Linked DNA regions of Mus musculus: region 2 is linked to region 1. The links are chromatin contacts, called in public Hi-C maps. All regions are on one chromosome and are shown on one strand. The core of a region is the stretch at or near the end of the contact, and the rest is flanking DNA. Distances in the headings are between cores, read along the strand shown. Region 1 holds the start of Tex48 (testis expressed 48). Region 2 has its middle 37 kb from the start of Tnfsf8.

Region 1 (5,884 bases), core at 436-2,935:
AGCCTAGAGTTGAGAGCCATCATGTGGGTACATCATGTGATTCCCACATTGTAATTCAGCACCTTTTTTAGTGTATAAGTGTTTGCATGTAGAGTCCAGCGGACACCAGGCATCCTCAGCGTCATCTTCAGGAACAGCATCTACCTAGCTTTCATTATCATTATCGTTGCTGTTTGTTTTCATTTGATTACCTCTTTTGAGTCAGGGTCTCACTAGGTAGACCAGGCTGGCCTTGAACACAAAGATTCCCCTGCCTCTCAGAGTCCTAGGGTTAAAGGCATGTGCCATTATATTCAGTTTATCATTACATTTGAGACAAGGTCTCTACTGGCCTGGAGCACACCAATTAGGCTAGACTAATCAGCCAGCAAGCTCTTTCTTCACTTCCAGTACTGGGATTAAAAAATGCACAACCACACCCAGAATTCTTTTCAAAGTAAATCGACTTACTTTGGGTTAAAAAGTTCCAATACTAAGGGTTTTTTTCTAGGCAACAAATGACTGTTGAGGGAGAATTAGCCTCCCCTAGAGAAGAGCCCTTAACTGTTTATCCAACGCAAGATGGTCAGCCCTAAAACCATATGTACACAAACAGCAAAAAAAGAATAGACTCAGCATATAGTATGTATATATTTGTGCATGCCTACACATATAGCAACATATTGCATAAGTCCTAGGAATTGAACCCAGATCCTCATGCATGCACAGCAGGCATTTTATCAACTGAGCCATCTTACCAGCCCCAACTTAATACATCCTGATTACACAAAGAAATCACCAGGAAAGCTTTGAAACCATACTGGTACCCAGTGTCTAGAGTCCCTGAGATTCTGACTTGTTTAGGAATGGACCCCAGACAGTCCAAGTTTCAACAACAGTACAAGGGAAGATGATTGGCAGCCAGACCCGAGACTCTTCAGTGCTCCTATGAAGAAGCAGTGAGTGCTACTTGCCACTGGTACTTTTAAAGTTGCTTAACCCCCATCACCCACCAGCACATAAGTCCAGCACTGACTTCCATTTGTTTCCATCTTCTGTTATACCATGACCTCTACATGCATCCAAAGACAATGCTGATAGAGGGGTTTCACCTAACGTGACTCCCCCAAATAGCACCAAGATGTTCCAAGTGGGGAACTGAAAGCCCACCCCATAGGGTGAGGAAATTTCTAGGAATCCATCAGGAATCAATTCCTCTTTTTCTGGAAGATGGGTTGGGAAGAAATGTCACTTGTTTTTACACATTGCCACCACTCCCCTTCTGTGGAGTTGTTACTACAGCATCCAGGCACCTGCCCAGTGCTTACAACTCTGATGTCATTTCATCCTGGAAATACATGGAGGACACATAACTATTATTCCTATTTTACAGAAGGACAGCTGAGGCATAAAGTCCATCTCCCTGAGGTTAATAGCCAGATACATTAGGAGACAGACCCTGCCCCATGCTTTCTCGTGTAGTGCTGTAGCGCCCCCTTCTGGCCTGACACCCTCAAAGTATTCCACACAGACAGAAGAACTTGGATTTCTGTTGCTCTGAGGGACAGCAATGGTGGACAGCTTGGCATCACACACAGAAAGATGGATCATGATAGGAAGGGTCAGCAGGTCACAATAGCCTCTTTCCTCCCCGCCTTATGGTCTAGTCCAAAAGCCGGGTCACTAACGTTCTCTGTGACATCACAGCCTCCTTTCCTCTCTGCCAGCAACAAGTAAGTGGGGCTCAAAGGTAAGGCCTAAGGGTGGGAGGGGTGACATTCCCTGCACCAAAGGGATGGCAGTGTCCCCACACTGGTGGAGACCTATTCATTTGCTACCAGCATCAGACACAATCCTTCCTTGGCCTCTACCCTCAGTTTCTCTCTGCCTACCACATCCCCACAACAGTGATGAATGACCCTAAGTGACTCCTCCAGCTCTAGAATCCTGCCTGCTTCACCTTAGTGACCTTGCTTCACCTGGTCAGCATGTTCTGAAGTCTCCGGAGACCTGAAACTTAAATAGGACAGGACAAACCAAGAGCCTCTTCTTTGACTCTTGTCCCCATCTAGAGATGGGTCATAGTACTGCATGAAAGTCTCCGCCCTCCTCCACTTCAACACCAGCATCTCTTACATTCTGAGGCTTCACAGCATGCCAGAAAGCTGTGCAGGCCACTTTCCATTGCTCTGAGTCTTCACATGCCACTTTGCTTTGCTTTGCTTTGCTTTGCTTTGCTTTGCTTTGCTTTGCTTTGCTTTGCTTTGCTTTGCTTTGGGATTTCCAGGTTACAGATCAAAGAGCTGAGGTTTTAAGACGCTATATATTATTTTTCTATGAAATAATCATAAAGAGTTATACCCCAAGGGATTAGGGATGTAGCTCTGTTGGTAGAAGGCTTGCTTGGCCTGTATGAAGACCCAGGCTCCATCCCCAGTACCACATAAACTAGGGATGGTGGCCTCCACCTTTAATGCAAGCACTTGGGTGGTAGAAGTAGGAGGTTCAGAAATTTGGGGTCATTCTTGCAATATGGAGTCCAAGGCCAGCCTGAGCTACATAAGACCCTGCCTCAGAAAAATATTTACTTTCCAGATAATGCTCTTGTGAGTTGCCGGTTTCCCTAAAAGATTTCCCAATTCTGGAGAGTAGGCAATTTACAACTGCCTATCATCAGGATTTCCAGGTAAAGATATGAAGAGCACAGCAGCCTTCATAGAACCCCATTCCAAGTTCCTGAAGCACAGCCAGTGGCTGTGATCTCCAAGGCCTATAGCTAAAAGGGACAAGGGCACAATGCAGTGTACGTTTAAGGGAGAGGGAGTTTGAGTACTTGTGTTTTCTTGTATGTGCATAAGCTATTTGGAGGAAAGGTTCCTGTTTGACATGTGGCACAGAAATGGAGTTTGTTTCCAGTTAAATGGAGAGCTGTGTTTTCACCACAGATAGAAGAGAGCTTTATAGCCAGTGCATAAGGGTCTGGGGAGGCACTAAGGCTACCTACCAACTGCTAGGATTCCAGAGACAAGAGGCACTTGGGCATCTAGGACCTTCTAGTATGAGATGACAACAGTGTGCAACTCTTCCATCATATTGGCCAGTAGCACTTTCATTAATAGATGACTTGTGATAATCTGTTAGCATCTTCCCAGGGAAGTAGGTCTGTGCCTAGGATTTGTGGATACCCTTTTCCCCTCTCTGTGTTACCTCCCCCTGCTCCCTCAATCCTAGTTGTAGGAAGACCCTCTAAGCTTGTCCAAATCTTTACCACTGACACCAGCTATCCTTGAATCTTTCCACTCACAAAAATGAGGTTTCTGGCTGCAGCACTGTTTCTTCTCAGCTTTGATTTTCAGTCTCTTGCTGTGCCATGTGTTGGACCGGAGGTGCCTAAAAAGCACTTGACTCTAAACAAGCATATGCTGAGTGAATGACAGGGAACAAACCATGGCTTCAATATCTTAAGAACTGGAAAACCTGCAAACACAGCAATCAAGAAGCTGAGGCAAGCCGGGTGGTAATGTGATAATGGTGTACACCTTCCTTTAATCCCAGTACTCAAAGGCAGAGGCAGGCAAATTTCTGGGTTGGAGGCCAGCCTGGTCTACAGAGATTTCCAGGACAGAAACCCTATCTCAAAAATAAAAAATAATTTTAAAAAAAGGAAACAAAAAACTCAGAGATGGAGGAGGAAGAGAAGGAGGAGGAGGAGGAAAAAGAAGGAAGAAGGAAGAGAGAGAGAGAAAAGAAAGAGAGAAAGAAAGAAAGAAAGAAAGAAAGAAAGAAAGAAAGAAAGAAAGAAAGGAAGGAAGGAAGGAAGGAAGGAAGGAAGGAAGGAAGGAAGGAAGGAAGGAAGGAAGAAGCAGAAATAATCCAGGTCAGCCTAGGCTATATAAGAAGACTTGAAGAAAAAGGAGGAGGATGAAGAGGAGGAGGAGGAGGACGAGGAGGAGGAGGAGGCTACCTACTCCTTTAGCTGAGATCTAGGTTGACTTCACCTGTAAGGATACAATGTGAAGTATTGGTAATAGGCACCCTAGTTAGCCGAAACATACAAACACATTCTATAATACAACCCATAACTGCCAAGCTTACTCAGTTATACATCGGGGTGTGGGCTGTGTGATTGTGTCAGTTACAGTGAAAGAAAATGATCTAGATGGTCAAGGTCTCTAGTCCTTCAAACTGTGGAAGAGGACACAGCCTACCATAGGTACCAGGGAGTCAACCACTTAAAATCACCTAAGTATTTGTTGCACAGAACGATAAACCCCTGACGGCACTGGGAAGACTGGTGCCCAACCTAACAGCAAGCCTCCTTAAGTAATCATTTCTACTACCCCCATATGACAGACAGACACAGGCTATTAGTTTCCAGAAGAGTAGGAAAGCACAATGGTGCCATACAAATGCCTAGTCTCTAGAATCCCTAGGATTCTGACTTACCTAGGAATGAACCCCAGACAGTCTGAGTTTTGACAATGGTGCAAGATTTATTTTTTCCTGCAACTTCTATGTCTTAGTCAGTGTTCTATTGCTGTGAAAAGACACCATGACCTCAGAAATTTGCATAAAGAAAAGCATTTAATTGGGGCTGTCTTATGCTTCAGAAGTTTAGTCCATTATTTTCTTGGTGGAAAGCATGGAATGGCAGCACTCAGGCAGACAAGGGAACACAGGCAGATAAAGTGCTGGAGAGGTAGCTGAAAGGTCTACATCGGGATCCTCAGACAGCAAGAAGAGAAAGACACTGGGCCTGACTTGAGCATTTGAAGTCTCAAAGCCCACCCCTAGTGACACACTTCCTAGAACAAGGCCACACCTACTTTCACAAGACCACACCTCCTACTAGTGCCACTCCCCAATGACCAAGCATTCAAATCTATGAGCCTATGAGGCTATTCCTTTTTTTTTTTTTCAGCTTTTACACACTATGTTACATGGACAACTAGATCCAATTTTTTTTAATTTTTTATTAGATATTTTCTTCATTTACATTTCAAATGCCATCCCAAATGTCCCCCATACCCTCCCCCTGCCCTGCTTCCCTACCCACCCACTCCGACTTCTTGGCCTTGGCATTCCCCTGTACTGGGGCATATAAAGTTTGCAAGACCAAGGGGCCTCTCTTCCCAGTGATGGCCTACTAGGCCATCTTCTGCTACATATGCAGCTAGAGACACGAGCTCAGGGGGTACTGGTTAGTTCATATTGTTGTGCCACCTATAGGGTTCCAGACCTCTTCAGCTCCTTAGGTATTTTCTCTAGCTCCTCCATTGTGGGCCATGTGTTTCATCCAATAGATGACTCTGAGTATGAGGCCATTCCTATTCAAACTATCACACCCTATTTTAGGTCTGAGCCTTTTATACAAAATAAACTTCTTGGTTCTTCTTAGTTACCCAAGATTATTCCTCAAAAGTCCTTGAACTATTGACCCATTTTTCATTTTGTTTGTGACTCTGAGTCTTTGTCCTCAAGAGTGGCTTTCAAAGGGACTTCTCAAGTCTGTTTTGCTTTTTAATTATACAAATTGAAAATTATAATTATTTAGATATCCTGGTCTTCTCCACCTTGTAATTAAATACTTTTTCCCCTTTGTCGATGGTCAAGTATAAAATAAACATCTCAGCACAGATATGAAACACCGGGGCCAGAGAGTAGCTAACAGAAGCCAGAGTTAGATTCAGTCACTGTCTGCTGCTCTGAAATTTGAGAGGAATCTGAATATTTGTACTCTGCCAGCTCTATCTTAAATCTCCCTCACTGGATCCAGCATCTAACATAGGTGTTTTCAGGGTTTCTGTGTGTTAAAGTTGAGCTATTAGTGTGGGTGTGAGGGGAAAGTTGGATGGGGAAGGAAAGAGGCAAAGAAAGTGGGTTTCAGAAGGTTTGAGTGGGAGCA
Region 2 (5,299 bases), core at 2,776-5,275, 200 kb before region 1:
GAGTGGCACTAACTGGATGCAATGGGATATTGTTATGCCAGGGCCTCTTGGGTGCCACAGAAGAACTCTAAGAATTGCCAACCCACTGTAATATAACAAAAGAGCCTTTATTTGAATCAGACCTAGATAGCAAACCTTCCCCACAGGTTAAGAATGCGATACTGGAGTCTAGCTAGGGGCTGGAAGTTTTTATGCATAAGCAGGGATCCTCAGCTTTGGGGTTACATGATGGGGAGGTGACAAGAAAAACCATCCCTCAAACTCAATACTGTTTGTTCAGACAGCAAGGCAGAATTGTGCAGCTGGGAGAGGACTCCTCTGACCTGAGGGCTATCAGGAACTAGTTTTTACAACTGGCCACAGCTGTCTGGGAATACCTAATTGCCCTTCTCTCCTGGACAAAAAGTGGAGTACTGATCTTTGCAAGGATGCTTGGTTCATTTTTCTCAAGGACGGGAGCCATTAACACTGGGAAGTGCTAGTTATCTACCAGGGAGGATCCCAGCCTCAGAGATACGGAAGTTGGGATAAGTATTCCCAAAGCTAGTATCTGCCACTCCTCTGAAAGGGAGGGGAGTCATTAAGGAGTGCCACCATGAAAAGGGAGATTGCAATATTCTGGTCCCAGGTTGGACTCTTCCTGTTGGGAGAGGGGAGTGGAGCTCTGCTTCAGCAGCAGGAATGTACAGAGACAGGCAGGCTTCCTGCATCTCTTCATCACACCCAAAGAGCTTGGGACTCTCCTTTCTCTCTCTTGTTTGGTGAGATGATGATTAAGGCAATCACTGGACTGAGCACAGGGTCCTCAATGGAGGAGCTAGAGAATGGACCCAAGGAGCTGATGGAGTTTGCAACCTCACAGAAGGAACAACAATATGAACCAACCAGTACCCCCAGAGCTCCCAGGGACTAAACCACCAACCAAAGAGTACACACGGAGGGACTCAAGGTTCCAGCCCCATATGTAGCAGAGGATAGCCTTGTGGGACATCATTGAGAAGAGATGTCCTTGGTCCTGTGAAGGCCCCAGTGTAGGGGAATCCCAGAACAGGTAAGTGAGAGTGGGTGGGTTGGTGAGCAGGGGGAGAGAGGATGGGATAGGGGGTTTTTGGAGGGGAGATGAGGAAAGGGGATAACATTTGAAATGTTAATATAGACAGTATCTAATAATAAAAAATAAACTTAAAAAATAAAAACATAAAATAATCCTTGGCATCATTTAAAGAATCAGATGGTATCTTCCTGGGAATCACCCTGATTTATGAAATCACTTTGACTTAAATAAAAAGTCAAAATGTGTGCTTATTCAGTATTGTTAGGGGAGGGTTTCATGAGGCTCTGCCCATAGCTGAGGGGCTATTGGCAATTGATAGCTGAGGCGTGCCTTTTTCTTTTGTGGGTGCAGCTACTGGACCCCCACACATGCACAGATTTCCCAGTGCACCTGCAGGATACACTAACTGAGCTCAGTGAACAGGAGATGAAGGTGAATAGAGTATGATGCAAGCAAGGTACATTGTATCTGAGTGTACAATTGGTAAGGATAAATAAAAGTATTTTTGGATAAAAAATTTAAATGCATGCTAAAATAAATGAGCAAAGCTTTTAAAGTTAATTGTTTAAATTTTCAACATTCAAATTACGTCCTGATGTTGGCATCACCCAGCAACTTGGAGAAAAAGGAGCATCTCTTACAGATATGGAACAGGACATGGATTTTTGTTAAGGATCTTGTTAAAGAAATATCCCAAGGTACCACTCTATCTAGAGAACACTGGCTTCTCTAGTAAAGATGATGGCTTAGAGTCTACTCTATCCCCCATTCCTCCAGCTCTGTCTACCTTTGGAAGTAGCATATCCTTTCCCTTCCTGCATCTAGGCAAATGTGACAGCCTACACATTAGAGAACGCATCAGTATATAAACACAATGCTTTCATTCATTGGAAATTATCATCCATTTTTAAACTTTGCCCTTTTGCTCACTCTCTCCGTGGGACTCTTGGGAAAGAGCTGCGGGCTGGGATAAGAGTATGCCCATTGTGGTGAAAGCTTTGGACACCATCAAGATGCTCTGGTGAGGATTGTCCCTTCCCTGTAGTAAAGAAAGGAGAGAAAACATGTAGAGATTAACAATGGGAAGAGACAGTCACTACAGCATCAGCATGCTTGAGTGTTAAGTCCTCGTAAAAGAAATTGCTAACCTTCTGACCTCAGCAAGTCTCTTGGACTCTTTGTTCCTCTGCTTTAAAATGAGAAGAATCCTTTCCAACGCCACCAAGTCAGGATACGTACTAAGTTTGAAAAGTATGCAGCTGGGGGTATTTTATTGTGGACACTTTCTCTAAAAGACCTTGGCTTGTGGAGAGCAGAGAAGGAGATAACGAATCAATGCAGGTTTGAAAGAAATAAAGGTTCATTATGCACAAAGGTGTTTCCTTCTGCATCAGGAGAAAACAGCCATTGGCTCACTCAGCAAAGACCTCCATGAAGCAAACACTCAAAGGGTGAGTATATCTACAATCCCTACAAAATGGAGAACTCCTTAGGGTCAGGCTTCCACAGAGGCAGAACACCAAGGACCCTCTCCTTAAGTCTACGCTGAGGCAGCCCCAGACCCGCCGCTGCAGATAAGCCCCTTGTCCACATAGAAATGAAGCAGAAATTCATCTCTGAAGCAGCACGAACCAAGGTGTCTGGCACAAACAGAACTTGGAAATAGAATTGCACCATCAGTAGAATGAGGGAATGACCAGCTTGAGTTATTGACGAATGTATCTCGGGGCACACGAAGCTGAAGGTCAGTCCTCCTCCAAGAGAACCCAGCCTAAGTAATTCACTATTCCATTCTCATGGCTTAGACCACAGATGACATAACTGTGGTGACCTTCTGACTCTGCCCTTTTCTGACTCTCTGGTTTCCTTTTACTAGCTGTCCACATAGAGTCAGCAGAAGCTCTGGAGTAAACAGGAAAAAAAAAATGCCCATCCCATCCCAGGATAGACAGTTGCAGCTAAGAAACCAACAGCCAAATGCTGAAGGAAACTCTGTTCCTGCTGCTGATGCATGTTCACAAAGACACAGAGCTCAACTGTGATCTTTCCAGGTTCCTCTGATGTCATTCATGATGTATTGACTTAATCCATTCTATAGCACGTAAGCACGATTGCTGACGCTTATTGAATCCAGGCAGTACGCTAAACCTTCCAGACACTGTAGGCCATTTCATGCTCCCAATAATCACATGAGATTATTGGAGAAACAGAGGTTCAAAGAAATGCAAAAGCTTGTCCAAGAGTAAGCAGCTTCTTAGCTGAAGAACCAGTTGTAAACATTCACCATCTGGCTCCCGAGTCTCATCTATCGTCAGAGAGTGGTGAGCAGCCAGGAGGCCACTTGCCTTTGTGCAAGCGTCATCCATAAGGATTTTGCCCCACCTCTACCCTTTCAGCTTAGTTAACTTGACCTTTTTCACAAAATTCCATATCAGATCTTATTTCTCAGGAGCCACTATCAGGCTAAGTTAGACCATGAGACTTAATGGTCTCACCACCAGAGTCATTCACTCTCTGCACCCTATGTGTCTGACCTTGTTCTCTGAGAACAATATCCAAATGCAGAATGCATTCCCTCCCGTGTGTACAAAGTAAAACCATCCCTCCTTCTAGTTATTCTGGCCTGATCCTCCTCCCATTCACACTCTATTCTGGGCTACAGAAAAGGACTTGCTCATTTAAGCCTCTGCAGAACCTTGAGTCTTGATTCTGGTTTCTCCACAAATGGGGTACCTGTTCTCTTTGCCACTGACACTTGGGAGTGGAAAAGTATGAATTCAATAATACCATTCACCCTAAGTCAAACCCAGTATGGCCAGGAAATAGCTCACACCCCCATACAGAATCATACAGCTCTTTCTGTAATTCGGAGTCTTGGCACAACTTTTCTGGGTTCCAGACAGGGGAAGAAGTTTGGCCACCCCCATCCCAACGTGTGTACTCATTTCCTGCCCAGGACAAACCACTTCCCTTCATGAGCGCCTGTATCTTGGGTAAAACCCCACCCCCACCTCCAGGCTGTCATCTTGTGCTGTGAGCCCAACCTCACAATCATCCAGCACTCCGGTATTAGTACTTTTTCCAAATTGTATGTGATTCATCTGCATCTACCATCATTGTGATCCCAGGAAAGCTCTTGGCACACAGTGGGTGTCTGATGTATATTTCTTCAGTAAATGGAAGATGGAGCAAATGCCATCTAAGATGCCTGCGTAGCACTTTTGGGTTTACAAGACCATTATTTCAAATGACAGATGAGAGAACTAAGCAACACTGTCCATTGATAAAGACTGGGAGACCCTGGCATTGATTTTTATTGTACTCAGTACTACACTGTATTCGGGAGTCAGCAAGAGGCAGCCTCTGCCAAATGGCTGACCATAAAGTGTTGAAGGAGCACAACTTTATCCTTCATCATTCAGAATCCATGCCTGATTTGGGGCAGTTGTGGTGAGGGAAGTGGCTATCCCAGAATGCAAGAGCTCCCGCATGCCTGCAAAGCTGACAGTTGACCCTTTAAAGAAAGCATGCTGCAGCCCTGGCTGGTATTGCTGGTGCCTTGTATGTTCAGATATATGCGCAGTGCACACTCACACACATTAAAAATTTGCCCACAGAGAGAAGTGTATCCTATCACTACTCCCTGCAGCCCTCAAGACTGCCTGCTGTGATAAGGACTGTATCAGAGTTTTTCACAATTGTGTCTGTTAGTGTTGGGGGAAATTTTTAGACCTTCTATGGACTTGGTTATATTCACTCTAAAAATATGAAGGAATTGAAAGAGTAAGAGGCAAGGAAGGAGAGAGGGAAAGTGTGAGAGAGAGAAGCAAGGAAGGAAAGGAAGAGGGTGGGGAAAGAAAGGGAGAGAAAGAAGTGCTAGAATAGCACATTGGGTGGAGGGGGAAGAGCGAGGCAGAAGGAGAGTTTGAAGGCTCATTGAGCCACATGAACATACTTCATCTCATAAAGTTTTTTTTAAATAATAGATTTTAATAAAAGTCTCTCCAAAGAAGTTATAACGAAGGCAATGCTTTAAGAAAATTATTGCTTTTTTTTTCTTTCTTTCTTTTTTTTTTTTTTTTTTTTTTTTTTTTTTTTTTTTGGTCCATGGAGTCTTTATTTTGGTTTTCAGGTAGCTACTTACTCAAGGAAGCTGAAAACAGATAATGACTTGGAGGAAAATGAAACTAATTTTTCCAATTACACTAGTAAGGGGTATCTAATGAAGCCCACATGAATATGAAA

Evidence for each region. Hi-C and Micro-C count contacts between places; a contact is called where the count stands out from the background.
Region 2: a contact with region 1 is called in a Hi-C map of Th2 cells, with 2.3 times the contacts expected there. The contact joins the enhancer-like site here to the promoter of Tex48 in region 1. A contact is called at or near these places in 14 of 39 promoter capture datasets (the 3T3-L1 cell line, 3T3-L1-derived adipocytes, the C10 cell line and 11 more), 1 of 15 datasets of contacts at CTCF or cohesin (the NIH/3T3 cell line), 20 of 484 Hi-C or Micro-C datasets (B cells, CD8 T cells, the CH12 cell line and 14 more), 2 of 115 datasets of contacts at active chromatin or transcription factors (both in CD8 T cells) and 4 of 9 other capture datasets (adipose tissue, embryonic stem cells, liver and 1 more).

Annotation. Positions count from the first base shown.
Region 1 is chr4:63,618,234-63,624,117 of GRCm38.p6, reverse strand. Tex48 (testis expressed 48) reads left to right here and starts at 1,685. Exons shown (of 5, transcript NM_029324.3): 1 at 1,685-1,712.
Region 2 is chr4:63,822,052-63,827,350 of GRCm38.p6, reverse strand. No RefSeq gene overlaps it. Among named protein-coding and RNA genes, the nearest start is that of Tnfsf8, 37 kb to the left of the region's middle. Within about 2 kb of position 4,025, at least 21 of the 459 cell types and tissues checked have an H3K27ac peak or open chromatin away from gene starts, as enhancers often do. A contact at or near this core is called in CD8 T cells, Th1 cells and Th2 cells, where this site is marked.